3 separate regions of the Mus musculus genome follow, and regions 1 and 3 are each linked to region 2. Evidence: chromatin contacts called from public HiChIP or PLAC-seq data. All regions are on one chromosome and are shown on one strand. Each heading gives the region's core, a stretch centred on a gene start, on an enhancer-like site or on the middle of the called end of the contact. The rest is flanking DNA. Distances are from core to core; before and after follow the strand shown. Region 1 has its middle 8.0 kb from the start of Gm26176. Region 2 overlaps Slco3a1 (solute carrier organic anion transporter family, member 3a1). Region 3 has its middle 8.9 kb from the start of Gm26176.

Region 1 (3,700 bases), core at 770-3,269, 690 kb after region 2:
AGCCCTCCCTGAGAGCCGAGTGGCAGTTCTGGTTTCTGAGCGAGGGTAGCATTGAATGCAGTGTTACAGCAGCTAGTGACTTGCCGGTGCTCCAGTGAATACCACCCCATTCATGCACATGCAAGCAGCCCTAATTGTAACCTTGGTAGGTTACAGAAAAGCAGCAAAAAGAAAAAGATATGAGAAGAGGTTTGTGAAAAATGGAGGGTTTGAGGAGAAGAGGGATCTGTTGCTGTGATAAACACCAGGACCAGCAGCAGCTTCGGTGAGGAAAGGGCTTTAGCTCATCTTACCCTTCCAGGGCACAGGCCCTTGTTGCCAGAAGTTGGGACAGCCAGGGTTATGGAGTAAGATCCTGTTTTTAAAAAAGAACAACAGATGGCAGAAATGAAAGAAGAGAGAAGGGACCTGAAATCTAGATTTGGGCTTTGGGGATATTTAGTTCTTCCACACTCAGCAAACTCCACCCTGTGTTCCTAAATCGGTGTGTGACATTTTGTTATGCCGTGAGACCCTGAGTATTCTTGAAAAACATCCAAGGCATACGCCCAGGGCTCAGGTCCATCTGTGAGCACAGAGAGATAATGCCTTTTTCCTATCTGGAGGGCACTGGAAGTGGTGGATAGATTGTTGAAAACTGCTCAGGTCTCTTTGGAGCTTTTTCTAGAAGCAGAGAAAGAAGGCAGTAACGGGCAATCTTCACAGCATTTGGAGAAACTGAAATATGTACGTTCCCCCGTGGGACAAAGCGCATCAAGGAGATTGCAGCCTTTAAACCATGCAGAATTCTCACGTACTCTGCTCCTGATAATGCAGATCAGTACAGAATCTGTGGAAAGCAAGTTAGAATTACAAATCTACACAAATCAGCCCAGAAATTCTACATCTTGAAGCCTACATATTACACAGATAGTTCACTCACATACCAAAAAAAAAAAAAAAGTTTTAATTATTTCTTTTTTTGTTGTTTGTTTTTGTTTTTGTTTTTGTTTTTGAGACAGGGTTTCTCTGTATAGCCCTGGCTCTCCTGGAACTCACTCTGTAGACCAGGCTGGCCTCAAACTCAGAGATCCACCTGCCTCTGCCTCCTGAGTGCTGGGATTAAAGGCGTGCACCACCACACCTGACAAAGATATTTATGAGCTGTCTTCAGTTGCACCAGAAGAGGATGTCAGATCTCATTACGGATGGTTGTGAGCCACCACGTGGCTGCTGGGATTTGAACTCAGGACCTTTGGAAGAGCAGTCGGTGCTCTTAACCACTGAGCCATCTCTCCAGCCCTTTTTAATTATTTCTACATAGTTGGGTGCAGTGAACACTTTTAATCCCAGCATTCAGAAGAGAGAGGCAGGCAGATCTCTGAATTCACAGCTAGCTTGATCTACAGAGCTAGTTCCAGGATAACCAGGGCTATACAGAGAAAGCCTGTCTAAATATATATTTTTCACATATAAAGATATACATATATATGTATTTGTATATGTGTGTATACACATACACATATATAAATACACACACATATATACATATTTCCATGTGTGTGCATGAATGTGAATGTTATGTGTGTGCCGATGCCCCAGGAGGCCAGAAGAGGGTGTTGGATTCCTTAGAACTGAATTTACAAGTGGTTATAAGCTCTCCAACCCAGGTACTGAGAACTGAATTTAGCTCTTCAGGAAGAGCAGGTATGCACTCTCTGCTACTGAATCAGCCATCTCTCCAGCCCCTTAACAAATTTTTAAAGAGAAAGAACCTACCCTGCTCCACCCCCAAAAAATGACTTTTGAAGGAAGCGCTGTTTGAGGACCTTTAGGTTCTGACCAAATGGGCCTTTAATGAGACAGATTCTTCAGTGAGTTGACAAAGGCTGGGAAGTGGGGGGGGGGGGGGGGGCTCTGAAATGCCTGAGGGGAGGGGAGGGTGCAAGGACATGTCTCTTCACACTCACTTAGGCAGTTCCCATTGCCCTTCCTCATTGTGCTCCTGAGGCCCATTCAAAGCTAACACTCATCCACCAATGACATTTGGTACATGGGTAACCGTGGGCAACCAGCTTCACTCTCGGTTGTCTTAGCAACAGTGATGTTCTTCAGTGGGGTTTCCGCTGTGAAGTAATCATCCTTCTTTGAGGTGGACTCCTCTACATCAACGCAGTTTTTTTTACATCAATGACATTTATGAATAAGCCTCAATTAGATGCAATTACAACTGAACTGTTAAGTGAGGCTGTGAATTGAGTCAGATTTGCATATCCTTCCATCAAACCTGGCAAGCCCATGAATTGTGTGCCTGGTGCCATTCAAGGAAAGGGTGCCATTTGCTCTTGAAAACCACCTGCCATGCTCCAATTAAAGACGGGCAGCCTCTCCTCCTTATCCTTACCTCCTCTTCAAAGACAAATAGGAGTAGACGCCACAGCTTCCCCTTCTAGCTCAATAGAAAAGAAAAAGTAGCCCAATATAGATAGCCTCACATTCACCTGGAAAAAAACACAAGTTTGCATGGCGTAGAGTCGCTCTGCTGGACAAAAGACAGGGATTCAGAATCACCTCTCATAGATCCTCCTGCCCGGGGCCAGTTATGAAATATTTAAGTTGTTTGAAAGATGACACTGAGTTTCATGTTACCCACATAGCTGGTGAAAAGAATAGACTTCCTGTGTCTGTCAAAGGTCAGTGAAAAGTGACTCAGTCTTGGAAGCCCAGGACTGGCTACTGAAAGACAAGCTCCCTAATGGCTCTCATGACCCCTGAACTCCTGAATTTCATGGCTCTATCTGGCCCACCCACACTCAAACACATTATGATCTCCCCTGCCTTCATAGAATCCCATTGCATGGGCTCTCTTAGAGGTTGTAGTGGTTTGTATATGCTCGGCCCAGGGAGTGGCACTATTAGGAGGTGTGGCCTTGTTGGAGTAGGTGTGCCACTGTGGGTGTGGGCTATAAGACCTTCATCCTAGCTACCTGGAAGGGAGTAGTCTGCCAGCAACCTTCAGAGGAAGATGTAGAACTCTCAGCTCTTCCTGTACCAGTCTGCCTGGATCCGGCCATGTTCCTGCCTTGATGATAATGGACTGAACCTCTGAACCTGTAAGCCAGCCCCAATTAAATGTAGTCCTTTTCACAGTTGCCTTGGTCCTGGTGTCTGTTCACAGCAGTAAAACCCTTGCTAAGACACAGTTCAGGCCACCCTTGTCCTGCTATGGAAATACAACCTGGAAGAAAGCAAAGGGGAGAAGCCTTAGCTGTTGCTCTGACCTGGGGCACACTCTTGGAACATCCAAGTAGGTGACTTATGCTCTTCTGAGCCCTCTGGCTTGTGCTGGGGATGGGCAGGGAAGATGGAGGGAGATGTGCTGTGATGGAGGGAGATGCCCTGTGCTTAGATCACTGCTTCTGTATGCCCAAGTCCCATCAATCCGCTTCTGGCCTTCATAAAAAGGATGATACATGATTTAGAGTCATAGTCGCAACAAAAGCAGCTTGCCATTCTAACATCAATCCTAGTGCTCAGCTTCCGGAAGCATCACGAGGCCCCCCCATGGGTTTCTGGTGCTGTAGTTTACTGATGATGGCCCCCGTTGGTGCAAGTTTGACAGTATCCTCAAAATAGGCAGCTGTCTGACACATCTGCAGGGTTTGTATCTTGGCTGCGATCCATTCAAAGCTGTTTTAAAGCAGATTTTATTTCTGGAAAC
Region 2 (3,438 bases), core at 817-3,316:
TGGGTAAAGCTTGCTGCACAAGTATCCTAACTTCCCTCGATTCCCAGGAACTCACCTGAAGATGGAAGAAGACAGCCAGCTCCACAAAGCTGTCCTCTGATCTCAGAATACACTATATCACCCCCTACACACACACATATACATGCACAATAATATTTTTAAGAAATAAAGTTAAGAAGGCATGCCCATGCTGATGACCTTGCCCATGGCAGGCATAACTAATGGATCACAGAATTTTTCCCAATGTGAGGCGAGGCTTTACAGTTCTTCTCACCAGACTTCTAATCATTGGAAGTTGAGCTAAGAAAACTCATCTGCCCTCATGAGAAGCAGCATTGCCAAGGTGGGGTGGTCAGTATGTCCTCAGAGTGTATCTTAGACTTGCTTTTCGTGTGGGAGGAATCTATTCTTCACTCTTTGCGTGACCAACAGGCTGCATTAGTTGAGTTGATCATCTCAGAACATGACTAAGAATGGCGAAAACATAGCAGTTGAGGAGGATGGAAGTGTCCACCGTGGCCAGTTCTGATGTAAACTTGCTAGGAATGATACATAATTGATGATGTGCTGCATGCCATTGAGGGCTGAAGAGGGGATCATGGTTAATACTATAGAAAGTTAAAACACTGAAGATAAAAGTAGATTTCTAAGCCATGAAACAGAAGGGAATTGCAGAAGAGAGGGTTCCTGAGTGGACAGCCCTTGATAGAGAGCCCAGCTGTTCCTCTGAAAAGGCAGAGGAGGGTCCTGTGATTAAGGCTGCTGAGTGCAGTGTATGGCCAGGTGGCAGAGAGGGCTCCAACCCCTATACTTCATCTTCTTTGTCAACTAGGAGAAATAGGAGGGTGTTCTTAGCTTACCCTTTAACACCTCCTGGGGTGGGGCTGGAGAGATGGCTCTGAAATTAACAGCATGAGTTCTTCTTGCAGAGGACCTGGGTTTGAGGCTCACTTTATGGCCCATAGCCACCCATAGCTCTAGTTCTAAGGGATCTTACACCCTCTTCTGACCTGCAGGCACCTCGAATGCACATGGTGGTTGCATGCATATGCATTCCGGCAAAACATGGACACCTAAAACAAAAATAATAAATCTTTGATAAAATAGTTTGATTAGTAAAGCCCCTACTGCCTGAGTATGAGGATGTGAGCCTGTGTGCCCAGCACCTACTTAAGAGTCTGGCAAGGCAGGGCATATCTATTACCTCATGACTGAGGGAAGAAGAGACAGACAGATCCCCAGAGTTCACTAGGTAGTCAGTCCAAACAACTGGTAAACTCTTGGATTCGGTGAGCTGCTGCATCTCAAAAAATAAGGGGGGGGGGGCTGGAAAGACAGCTCCATGGTTAAGAGAACTGGCTGCTCTTTGAGAGGACCTAGGTTAAATTCCCAGTATGTACATGGTAGCTCACAACTGCCAATAAGTTAGGTTTCAGGGGACTCAGTGTTCTCTTCTGCCCTGTGGACACAAGGTATACAGATGGTGCATAAGCATACATACACAGGGAGAATGCCCATATATATAAAATAAAATACAAATTTTAAATTAAGTGGAGATCCATGGGTAAAGGTTCCATACTTCAGCTGCCAGCACCTATACACCCACGTGCAGCTGTGCGTGCACACAAACACGTATGCATGTACACACACAAACATACAAACAGAGAGAGAGAAGGGGGACAGTATATGTATAGAGAGAGATTCCCCATTGCTTTACAAAATGGCCAATCAATGCAAAGGATGCAGACCAGCATGGGTGATGAGGGACATGCACATTGAAATCTATAGGGGGCACAGTGATGCACCAACCAGATGATAGTGCTGAGTGCTGGCGAGAATGAGGAGCAACTGGAACCCACACTGCAGTGGAGATGCCCGGGGAGCGAGCCTCTGCTTCGGGCAGTTTTTGCAGCACCCATTAAAGCTCAGCATATGCCTGTGCTGTGATCCATCAGTTCCGTTTCTGGGCACTTATCCAACAGAATCGAGTGTTTAGGTCCACTCATTTACATATGCATATATAACAACATTCAGAGCAGCTTTATGCATAATGATCTCAAGCTGGAACTAACCCAAGTGTCTGTCTGCAGCAGAATGGGTAAATAAGCTATAGACTGTTCATTCTATACGACACAGCTCAGGAAAGGACGAATTCTCACACAGCCTTCCATGGGAATGTGTATGGGTTGGAAGATGTCACACACAAGAGAATGTATTTATGGGACTTAAAAAAAAAGATGAATTGCCAATTAAAGTAAAAGAAGCCAGAGCCACAGTTGTCCTTGAAGGTTACAGCTACAGAGAGGTACCCAGGAGCCTCCTAGGCAGCTGCAAGTGAGTGTGTGTGTGTGTGTGTGTGTGTGTGTGAAGTGAGTGCGTGTGTGTGTGTGTGTGTGTGTGTGTGTGTGTGCGTGCATTTATGTATGCCTTTGAGTCTAGTTACGTGGAATATGTATATGTGCATGTATGTAATGTACCTGTATATGCAGGTTCATTTTCACACATGTGCATGCGGAGGCCAGAGGTCAACAGTGGGTGTCTTCTTCAGTCCCTCTCTACCCTAGTTTTTGATGCAAAGTCTTTTTCACACTGAACCAGCTGGCCAGCATGCTGCTGGGCTCAACCTGTCTGCCTACAATCTAGCTCTGGGATTCCAGACATTTGCCTCTTCTCCTGGCTCTTATGAAAGTGCCAAGGATCAAACACTCCCAAGCCCCAAAGTATCTGGAGTTGTTCTAAGCTTGACTTGAATGCTGGTTATGGAGGTATCTGCATATCCAGTTTTCCAAGTTGGAAAGTTTACCAGGATGGTCTTTGTGTGTTTCATAAGATGTAACATCACAGTTTTAAAAGAAATTCAACCCTGGCCATCATGATAACATACCACAGTTTTCTCTCCCTGGAAACTGCTGGGCAATGCAAGTTCACCCTCCCCCACTAATCATTCTTACCATCCACTTTTTGGTAAGTATTAGTAAAATGCAGTCAGCTTTTCAATGCCTGCAGGACAGAGGAGAAAAACACATCCCCCTGTAAGAGAAGCTATAGCTTTTGTTGTCTCAAGAATCTGGGCATTAGACCTCCAGCACCCCTGGGTTTATCTCTCAACTCCTGGTTTCTGTGCCAATATATCTTCCATTTTAGTTGTTCTTACACAGTTGCATCTCCGGGACCAAGTCCTATTTTAGAAGAAATGCCTAAGTTTTCTATCGACAAACAAATCAATAGTCTGCAGGGCAGAAAGGTCAGAAAAACAATTCTACTGCCTAGCGTCTGTTTGTTTCCCAGTAATTCCTGTGTGCTGGAGCGCTTAACAAGGTGGAAAGGAAAAGGGGGCGGGGCTTCTTCATATTCTCTAGGCAGGCCAGCATCAGGCATTTCCTGTCCCTATGTCTAGCCTGTGGCAGAGATCCAGTTAGTATGTACTGGGGAGAGCAC
Region 3 (3,377 bases), core at 781-3,280, 670 kb after region 2:
ATTCTTCTCAACAGCCCTTATTGCAGGAACATCTCGATGCTGCTACGGGGACCCCGGGCAAGCAGGGAGGTCTGCTTATATACACCCCAGCACAGGGAAAGGCTTCGTGTCCTCCTGGGATAGGTTGAACCGCTGTCACCTAATTAGCATGTACCCGCTCGGGAGGGGTTGGCAGGGCTTACACCTGCGCTGATGTTGTTTATGACAATGGCACACCGGAAACCGGCGCCATCTTAGAGTTGGCTTCCTACAATGACCTTCAACTCAGGATCTCCCTATCTCAACCAGCAAGTGCACACTGATGGGTGTGCAGCCCGTGCCCAGCATAGGTGCTATTCTGAGGATGGCAAAGTCTGTGGGAAGCTTATTCCAAGTCTTGTGATACAGTGAGCCTGGGAGAATGGGCAATGATGGCTTTTACACACACACACACACACACACACACACACACACATATACACACACACCAGGATGCTAAGATGGTCCTGGGCAATGATGGCTTTTATACACACACACACAGAGAGAGAGAGAGAGAGAGAGAGAGAGAGAGAGAGAGAGAGAGAGAGAGAGAGAGAGAGAGAGACATACCAGGATGCTAAGATGCTCCTGGGCCACTTGTTTTCAGGGACTTTCTCAGCTCAGGACCCCATCCATCTCCACATCGGCTCTCTGGCGCCATCTTCTGTCAGTTTCCGAAACCCCAAAGATAGGGCTGTTTCTGTCTAATCACATTGTTTTTAAATAACAACCAAAAAAAGTTACATTGTTGAACATATTTCACCCTCTAAACTGAGTGTGTAATCTGGGCACTTGGAAGACTAAGCCAGGATGCTGAGGAGGCTAAACACCTCCTAATCCGATCTCAAAAAAGAGTGTGAACCTAAACAGAAAGAGAACTCTTAAAAGGTGTGATAGGATGCTCAAGTGTAGCTCCCCACAAGCGACGTCTTCTGCGGAAACAGGAAGACTCGGTTCTATTTAAGTGGCAGGCCGTGGAGAGTTTGACCATGCTCCAGTGGTCAAATGACTCAAATTGGACATGGGTCCAATTTTTATCTTATTTTGGGGGTTGGGGGAGGCCACAATGGTGCAGGGAAGGACATGGAAATTCTGAGGAATGAATTTGATCAGGGTGCATAATGTAAAATTCCCAAAGAAGCCATAGAAATTGGAAAAAAAAATAAGGCTAGAGGCAGATGGATTTCTCCAGCCCCGATGTATCTGGATTTGAATAAAAACACCCAAAAGTTGAAACTTTTCTGATTCTTGTGGGATTGCAAACAAAATCTTCCTCTGCTCCACAAAGAAATAAAGAAATGGAAGGTGCTTCTGGAACACTCCACGGGAAAAAGGGAAAAGGCCACTTTCAGAGTTATAATCCCACCACAGTTTGTACTGTCTTTGAAATGGTAAGAGCTTTAAAGTGTCCCTGTGGCCTCAAGAGACCCAGTGCTGAGGGGAGCTGGGAAAGACTGGGACATGGGCTGGGTTCCCAAACCAATTTCCCTCTGCACAGCTTCACACAGAGCCCACAGGATTCAAACAAAACACACACATGGGACCCTGGAACAGAGAAAGAAGGAAGACCGTCCTTCCACATCTGGAGCCAAGCATAAGCCGAAAGATTAATTTATGCAGGCAGATCCTTCTGTCGTGGAGAGAAAGCTGAAGAGGAAAAGCAACGCTTCCCCAGAGAGAAAGAAAGTAGATGGACGTTGTAGAGAGACATAATTTTTTTCTCTGTCACTTTTTCCAAAAACTCATGGAGCTTGTCTTGAGGCTGAAGCACTGGGAGTCTATAGTCTGCCCTTTGCTGTGTCTGTAACTCGTCATGGCCTCAGCTGCTACGATCCTCACTGGGACTAACACTGCACTCATCACTGGTCTCAAGAGTGGTCTCATCACTGGTCTTGATACGCCACATCAAGTATCCTTAGGACAGAGGCTGGCCCAATCAGGTGGTCGGCACGCTGGCACCTTCTGGTGATGCTGTGAGAATGTGAGTCCTGACATTGCTGGCAAAAATCTGCATCCTCTCCGGAGCTCACAGACAGCAGCTGGCATCCCTGGACCGCACACCAGCACTATACACCAAGTTAATCCGTTTAACTGACCAAGCAGCCAAAAATAGCCACGATTCAGAGGGGTTGGATATCAAGTTTGTCAGAATAGAGAATTGCTACTAAAAGGAAAAAAAAAATCTCACAGTTTAACAAGTGACAACAGGGTTGCCTTTCCGCAGCCTTGTCCAGTAAGTGGGGAGGACTCCCTCTAGTGGTCAGTTATATAGAGAGCCAAGTTCTCTCCACACTGCAACTCTGTTACCTTCTCCAACTGTGTCAGCCCCATCACCCTCCCCTTCCAGGGACAGGTTTAGATAAAGTGAGAAAGCCCACAGCTCATTCTCGCCTCAGCCTTAAGGGACCAGTCGAATTTCTGCTCAGAGCCCAACAATTAACATCCACACGCAAGGAATTGGGACATAACCCCTTGGTGTTCCCAAGAAAAAGAGAGGAGCAGGAACAAATGGCAGTGAGAAACACCAGTTCCTACCGCATGGAACTTGACTCAGGTTGTACAGCATTCAAGAAGACAAGTGAAAAGCCAGGCTGTTGGGAGATGGTGGAACAAGATGGGGACATGTAAAGAAGACAGGTCAGGAGCACATGTCATTAAAGGAGATATGGGGACCCAAGCCATCCTGTGTCTTTGCTTCCTGACTGTCATGAGGTGAGCACACACCTCCATTGTATGCTCTTACCATGATATACTCCGCTGCCCAGGGCCCAAAGCAACTGGGTCAAGCAACTGTCGACTGAAACCAGAAACCAAACCAAAACTGACCTTTTATCCTCTGAAGTTATTTACCTAGAGGATTTTTGTCACAGCAACAGAAAGCTGACTAACACACTGGGCCTAGCTTAGCTAGATCCTGCCTCAGGCTCTCTCAGAAGGCTAGAATTAAGGTGTCAGCCAGGGTCAGGACCTGAACTGAAAAACCAGCGGCTTCCGAGCTCACCCTCGGGGTGTTCACTAGAGCCCACCCTCAGCCTCTTGCCATGGTGTTACGAAGAAAATCCCAAGTTTGGTTGTTTAACTATGATGAAGAACATGGGCATAGGACCATCGGGTTTTGTTGCCTTTGTTTGTAGTACTGGGAATCAAACTCAGGACCTTAAATTCGTCAGGAAGGTGCTTTACTGCCGAGCTGCAGCCTTCCTACACATAGGCCAAGCTATTCTCCCAGCCGTGCCTTAGCCTCCTGCATGCTGGGATTGCAAGCAGGCATTACCACTCCCAGCTTCCTCTGCCGCTTACTAATTTGACTAGTACGGGTTTATTTTGGCTTATAGTTTAAAAGGATATAACCATCACTA

What was found. HiChIP or PLAC-seq counts read pairs in DNA pulled down with a chosen protein or histone mark.
Region 1: an H3K4me3 HiChIP or PLAC-seq map of embryonic basal ganglia shows a contact between it and region 2, with 5 times the contacts expected there. The contact joins two enhancer-like sites. A contact is called at or near these places in 1 of 484 Hi-C or Micro-C datasets (nephron progenitors) and 1 of 115 datasets of contacts at active chromatin or transcription factors (embryonic basal ganglia).
Region 3: an H3K27ac HiChIP or PLAC-seq map of SST interneurons shows a contact between it and region 2, with 8 times the contacts expected there. The contact joins two enhancer-like sites. A contact is called at or near these places in 2 of 484 Hi-C or Micro-C datasets (embryonic fibroblasts and nephron progenitors), 3 of 115 datasets of contacts at active chromatin or transcription factors (SST interneurons, bone marrow-derived dendritic cells and embryonic stem cells) and 1 of 9 other capture datasets (embryonic stem cells).

The regions. Positions count from the first base shown.
Region 1 is chr7:73,636,275-73,639,974 of GRCm38.p6, reverse strand. No RefSeq gene overlaps it. Among named protein-coding and RNA genes, the nearest start is that of Gm26176, 8.0 kb to the left of the region's middle. Within about 2 kb of position 2,019, at least 48 of the 459 cell types and tissues checked have an H3K27ac peak or open chromatin away from gene starts, as enhancers often do. A contact at or near this core is called in embryonic basal ganglia, where this site is marked.
Region 2 is chr7:74,323,834-74,327,271 of GRCm38.p6, reverse strand. The region is part of intron 5 of Slco3a1 (solute carrier organic anion transporter family, member 3a1); the gene reads left to right. Among named protein-coding and RNA genes, the nearest start is that of Slco3a1, 230 kb to the left of the region's middle. Within about 2 kb of position 2,066, at least 25 of the 459 cell types and tissues checked have an H3K27ac peak or open chromatin away from gene starts, as enhancers often do. A contact at or near this core is called in SST interneurons and embryonic basal ganglia, where this site is marked.
Region 3 is chr7:73,653,279-73,656,655 of GRCm38.p6, reverse strand. No RefSeq gene overlaps it. Among named protein-coding and RNA genes, the nearest start is that of Gm26176, 8.9 kb to the right of the region's middle. Within about 2 kb of position 2,030, at least 7 of the 459 cell types and tissues checked have an H3K27ac peak or open chromatin away from gene starts, as enhancers often do. A contact at or near this core is called in SST interneurons, where this site is marked.